2 separate regions of the Sus scrofa genome follow, and region 1 is linked to region 2. A link is a contact called in public HiChIP or PLAC-seq data. All regions are on one chromosome and are shown on one strand. The core of a region is the stretch at or near the end of the contact, and the rest is flanking DNA. Distances in the headings are between cores, read along the strand shown.

Region 1 (3,193 bases), core at 673-3,172, 150 kb before region 2:
CGTCCCATGCCCACCTAGGGCAGAACTTTTGCCTGATGTATTTCCTGACCCCTGCAGTCATTAGCATTCTTGATAAAAATATTTGAGTAGATTTTATTGAGATAAAGACCTTCTCTGGCAGTTAGATCTCTGCACAGAATCAGCCTACATCTGTGCACAGAATCAGCCTTCCATCTGACAAACAGGCTGATGTTACTTACAGAATTTTTTTTTTTTTTTTTTTTAAGCATCAAACCTGTGGCATGTGGAAGTTCCTATGCTAGGGGTCCAATCAGAGCTGCAACTGGGGCCTGAGCCACAACCACAGCCACAGCAACGCAGGATCCAAGCCTCATCTGCAACTTACACTACACTTCACAGCAATGCCGGATTCTTAACCCACTGAGTGAGGACAAAGATCAAACCTGCATCCTCATTCAGCCACACTGGGAACTCCTTATCCAGATTTTTTTTTTTTTTTTTTTTTTTTTTTTTTTTTGCTTTTAGGGCCGCTCTCATAGCATATGGAGGGTCCCAGGCTAGGCGTCTAATCGGAGCTGTAGCTGCCAGCCTACACCACAGCTACAGCAACATCAGATCCAAGCAGTGTCTGCAACCTACACCACAACTCACAACAATGCTGGATTCTTTTTTTTTTTTTTTTTCTGTCTTTTTGCCTTTTCAAGGGCCGCTCCTGTGGCACATGGAGGTTCTCAGGCTAGGGGTTGAATCGGAGCTGTAGCCATCGGCCTACACCACAGCCACAGCAACTCGGGATCCAAGCCCCAGCTCATGGCAACGCCGGATCCTTAACCCACTGAGCAAGGCCAGGGATCGAACCCGCAACCTCATGGTTCCTAGTCGGATTCGTTAACCACTGCACCATGACGGGAACTCCCAATGCTGGATTCTTAACCCACTGAGCAAGGCCAGGGATGGAACCCACAACCTCATGGTTTCTAGTCAGATTCATTTCCACTGTGCCACAACTGGAACTTCTTTTCCAGATTTTTTAAAATCCAGTTTGATGATCGTTATATAGTAATTTTTTCATATCAAAAATTTTTTTTCTACCCAGTTCTTTCCACTGGATTTTTTTCATTTTTTTTTTTTTTTTTTTGTCTTTTTGCTATTTCTTGGGCCGCTCCCGCGGCATATGGAGGTTCCCAGGCTAGGGGTCCAATCGGAGCTGTAGCCACCAGCCTACGCCAGAGCCACAGCAACGCATGATCCGAACCGCGTCTGCAACCTACACCACAGCTCACGGCAACGCCGGACCGTTAACCCACTGAGCAAGGGCAGGGATCGAACCCGCAACCTCATGGTTCCTAGTCGGATTCGTTAACCACTGCGCCACGACGGGAACTCCTGGATTTTTTTTCAAAGCATTTCCCTTTGCAGGATAAAACGTACTCTTGGGGAGTTCCCATCGTGGCTCAGCAGTTAGCCGACCGATTAGCATCCATGAGGACACGGGTTTGATCCCTGGCCTCGCTCAGTGGGTTAAGGATCCTGCATTGCCATGGCTGTGGTGTAGGCCAGCAGCTGCAGCTCTGATTTGACCCCTAACCTGGGAACCTCCATATGCACTGGGTACGGCCCTAAAAAAACAAAAAGACAAAAAAAAAAAGGTAAACTTGGGGTCACATCAGCATGTCCTCCTCCCCACTTCGAATCAGCTTAACGAGACTACACTTTGGACACAGCAGCTTAAAGGAGAAAAAGAAAGTCATCAGAACAGATTATCCATATTCACATCCATCTTTCCATCGTCCTTCCTGCCTGCCGCCCTCTCTATCTCTGTCCTCTCTCCTCCATTCCTTCTTTCCAGCTACGTAGAAAGATACCCGAAGGTCCTTGACACGCCCTAAGAGCCCCAGGTGGCCTGAAGCGGCCCCTCCCACCTCTAACCCCACCCCCACTCCAACCCCTCCCCCACCAGCAGCACGTGGCACGAAAAAAAAGAAGACTCAAAACTCAAGTATTGAGCAGTCTCTGCTAACTGCAGGTGAGAACTTACAGTAAAGGATCCGAGAGGATCCTGTGACTCAAGAGGAAAACAAGGTTTAACTTAGGTAAGTCTCATTTTGACCACATTTCCCCCCAACTCTCCCTTCCACCCCCATTCTCTCCCCTATGCAGAGGTTACAAGCCCCTCCCCGCCAGCCTTCCCTGACCCACCTTGTCCTTCCTTGGAAGTCACCTTGGGGCTGGCTGGGCACAGGCAGGGGCCCCGGCCCACCTGGAAGTGTCAGGAAATGATGCCCCCACTAGTTCACACCCACCGGAGCGGCGCCGCTACCCGGGCTCTAAGCCCTGCCCAGATCTGCCTCCCGAGCCGTAGGCGGGCGGGGAGCGGGGGTGGGGTGGGGGTCTAGGTCCCTAACGCCGGAATTCCTGGAAGTCAGCCGAGAGAAAGACCCCCTCTGCCCTCTCTTCCCGTCCCCTCCCCCCGCCACACCCGGATTGAGCGCAGGAAAAGTCCCCGGGCCTGCCCAGGGGTCCTGCAGGCATTTTCTCTTCCATCTGCTTTCTTTATTATTCTAATCGACTGCCGGGGACACCCTTTGTCAACTGCCGAGAGCTATGCAAATGACCTGGGTTGGTTTTGTTATTACTAAGAGGCGCTTGGTTTCAAAATCACTTGGAATATTCTAGCACCAAATCCTGTCGGTTCCGCGCCTGGGGGCCTCCGCGGCGCCGGCCTTTTTTCCTCCAGTGAGAATTGCCGGGTGGAAGCCCACCCTTAGGCCTTGCCCCTTGGAGTGGGGGTGGTTTGCCAGACCGAGTAGGGAGGGCAGAGAGCTTGAACTTGGGAGTCCGCAGGGCCAGGGCTGCGATTCTTCCTCTGCGCCTGATTTACTGTCTGATCTTAGGCAGGTCATTTCACTTCTTTGAGCCTTAGTTTTCTCACCCTAAGGGGACTGAACGCCCTCTTCAGAGTTTTGTCCTGTGATTCGTCTGCTTAGTGAATGGAGGTAAAGCCCCCCCTCCCAGCTCTAAAGGATCAGAGCCTGGAGTTCCCTTGTGGCTCCGTGGGTTAGGATACTGGCTTTGTCACTGCAGCAGGTTGACAGATGACTACTGTGGTTTGGGTTCCAGCCCTGACCTAGGAACTTACCCTCGCCCCTAGCAAGGCCAAAACGTTAACTAAATAAATAGAGGAGCAGGGCCCGTGAGACATCAGGCAGTGGTGTCTCCACCTGCTGAGGGA
Region 2 (3,202 bases), core at 282-2,781:
TGGTTGAACCTTTTCCACACTAATGGGCTTGGGGATAAAGCCATTTTGTGAATTTATTTGGTGTTTTGTTTCTTCAGAATTACTCCATTAGTATCACAGATGCTGAGTGCCAGACACTTTTCAGGTACTAGGGGGATAGTAGTGAACAAAACTAAATTCCTAGGAGAGATTGACAGCCTAAGCTTCACACTTTCTTTTGAAGATCTTGTGTAATTGACATTGCTTAAAATTCAAAACAAGCAAATCTTTAATTCTGTTAATTATGAGAATTTTAGCACGTCAGTGATGGTATTATATAGCAAGTGTTTAAAGTGTATTTGAACATGGAAATTTTCTTAAATCATACCTTGTTCAAAAAGGTAAAATGTTTTGGAGTTCCTGTTGTGGCTCAGTGGTAACGAAACCCAGCTGGTATCTATGAGGACTTGGGTTCCATCCCTGGCCCTGCTCCCTGGGTTAAGGATCTGGTGTTGCTGTGGCTGTGGCATAGGCCAGCAGCTGCAGCTCCGATTCTACCCCTAGTTTGGGAACCTAACTAGGGGTAGTATGCTACAGGTGCAGCCCTATTAAAAAAAAAAAATGTTTTGTGCCTGATGCAATGACAAAAACACAGTCACTTCTCTAGGATTCTTGCCGTAAATGCATAACCTTAGTCTAATTATAAGAAAGCATCAGTCTAACCCAAATTGAGGAACATTCCACAGATTAAGTGAGCCACAATGGAGCTCCTAATCACCTGGTTTTAATAATCGTACTATGATTGTGCTAATATTAGGGGAAGGTGGGTAAAGGATGTATGGGAACTCTTGTCTGCACCTGCTCTGTAAATCTTAAATTGTTTCAAGAAAGATAAAAAGATATAAATTTGGAGTTCCTGTTGTGACTTGGTGGAAATGAATCTGACTAGCATCCATGAGTACACAGGTCGATCCCGGGCCTTGCTCAGTGGGTTAAGGATCCGGTGTTGCCATGAGCTGTGGTGTAGGTCGCAGACAGGGCTCGGATCCCGTGTTGCTGTGACTCTGGCGTAGGCTGGCAGCTACAGCTCCAATTGGACTGTGGGTGTGGCCCTAAAAAAAGACCAAAGAGAGGGGGAAAAATATAAATTTGCTTTTTATTGATTATTTTACATATAAAGATATGTTTATAAAGATGCTGACTGTTCACTCGGGAAGAGAAGACTGTAACCGTTAGCTCAACACAGTATAACAAATCATGAGCTTTGGAGGAAAGCAGATATTTCAGTCTCAGTGAAGTAAAGCAGTTTGCTTCAGGCTCAGTGATTGGTTTATAGCCTCTGTAGCACTTGAGCCTAGCAGCTGACCCTGTGCGAGGTTCCAGGGCGGTAGAAGGCTGTTTTGAAGCTAGAGTTTCTTGCATGCTTTCTCCAGCAAAGGTCTTATGGTTCTCTGGCATAAGAGTTTATGGTGAGTCATTCAGCTTTCCTGGAATGTGTTCTGGGTCCTGTCGAGCCGTTCCGAGGAACGGGCAGCATCCTGCTTTGCTCTTTGCCGTCCAGGTGGGGAAACTGCTCATGAACGCACAGACCTGGGAGGTGGCACTGTGCAGTTGAAGGGGCAGGTGCTCAGACTGCGGGCTCAGGCACCCTAAGGTGCTACCGCAAACCCTCAAGGCCAGTGATGTTTTACATTTTCAAGAGAAACAAGGCGATATCTGTTGGATACCATGGGAACTACTAGCTCAAGATTGTTCATTTTCAGTATTTTGATGATATCCTTGGTAGTTTTAAATGTGTCCCTAAATTATTTGCTATTCTTCCCTTCAAAAGGTGGGGAATTCTTCTCTGGAGTGTAGGCGGACTGAGCTGGTGGTAGAAGTGATACTTCAGAGAGGTTCTTTCTTAGGCGTGTGCCTTCTTCCTGGCTGTGTTTCGGATTGCTCGCTTTGGAAGAAGTTGGCTGCTGTGTCATGAGGACTCTCAAACAGCCTTTGCGGCCTCTTGCTAACAGCTGAGACCCTCTCCCAGAGATTCTCTTAGAGCTTCACGGAATCTATTTTATCTGTGGTCATGTCTCCTTACTCGATCCTAACATGACTTTTGTGTTTTTCTCTAATCTTTGGTTATTCTTGAATTGTCTGTGTGTTGGTTAAAATAGTCTGCCTTGGAGTTCCCATCGTGGCTCAGTGGTTACCGAATCCGACTAGGAACCATTAGGTTGCGGGTTCGGTCTCTGCCCTTGCTCAGTGGGTTAAGGATCCAGTATTGCTGTGAGCTGTGGTGTAGGTCGCAGATGTGGCTTGGATCTGGTGTTGCTGTGGCTGTGGTGTAGGCTGGCAGCTGTAGCTCCAATTTGACCCCTAGCCTGGGAACCTCCATATGCCGAGGGAACAGCCCTAGAAAAGGCAAAAAAACAAACTAAAAATAAAAATAAAAAATAAAATAGTCTGCCTTAATAATAATCGTAGGAATTCTCATTGTGGCTCAGTGGTAAGGAACCTGACTAGTATCCATGAGGTTGTGGGTTTCATCCCTGCCCTTGCTAAGTGGGTTAAGGATCTGGCATTGCTGTGAGTTGTGGTGTAGGCTGGCAGCTGCAGCTCCAGTTCAGCCCTTAGCCTGGAAACTTCAGTATGTCGTGGGTGCAGCCCTAGAAAAAACAAAGAAAAAGGAAAAAAAATAATCATAGCAAATTTTTATATAGCAATTACTATTTGGTGCAGCAGGTATTAATGCATATATCTTTACAATAATACTTTGAGGAGTATTATCTTTAATGCTTTTAGAATAATACTCTTATAGATGAGGAAATTGTGAAGCAATATTAAATAACTCCCTCAAGGTCACACAATAGTAATGGTCCAAGCTGGGGTTTGACCCCAGTTATTTGAGCTGCAGAATCCATGTCATTAACCACAAGGCTGTGCTGCCTCTCACTTTTGGTTTCTTTTTCTTCTGACTTTATTGAGATATAAAGGAAGTGAAATAAATTGCCCACAGTAAAAGTGTACAGTTTGATTAGTTTTGACGTAACTGTGAAGCCATCACCACGTGGAATAACGAACATTTTCTTTATTTTGTTTTTGCTTTTTAGGGCTGCGCCTACGGCATATGGAGGTTCCCAGGCTAGGGGTCGAATTGGAGCTGTAGCTGCCAGCCTATGCCAGAGCCACAGCAACTCAGGATCTGAGCCATGTCTGCGACCTACACCACAGCTCATGGCAATGCCGGATCCTTAACCCA

What was found. HiChIP or PLAC-seq counts read pairs in DNA pulled down with a chosen protein or histone mark.
Region 1: a contact with region 2 is called in an H3K27ac HiChIP or PLAC-seq map of skeletal muscle, with 14 times the contacts expected there. The contact joins the promoter of UBE2G1 here to the enhancer-like site in region 2. A contact is called at or near these places in 2 of 5 promoter capture datasets (fetal skeletal muscle and liver), 30 of 47 Hi-C or Micro-C datasets (adipose tissue, alveolar macrophages, blood and 15 more) and 2 of 2 datasets of contacts at active chromatin or transcription factors (alveolar macrophages and skeletal muscle).

What each region holds. Positions count from the first base shown.
Region 1 is chr12:50,367,350-50,370,542 of Sscrofa11.1, reverse strand. UBE2G1 (ubiquitin-conjugating enzyme E2 G1) reads left to right here and starts at 1,922. Exons shown (of 6, transcript XR_002337327.1): 1 at 1,922-2,054.
Region 2 is chr12:50,219,295-50,222,496 of Sscrofa11.1, reverse strand. The region is part of intron 3 of ANKFY1 (rabankyrin-5); the gene reads left to right. Among named protein-coding and RNA genes, the nearest start is that of ANKFY1, 31 kb to the left of the region's middle. Within about 2 kb of position 1,531, at least 16 of the 83 cell types and tissues checked have an H3K27ac peak or open chromatin away from gene starts, as enhancers often do. A contact at or near this core is called in alveolar macrophages, embryonic fibroblasts, fetal skeletal muscle and 3 more, where this site is marked.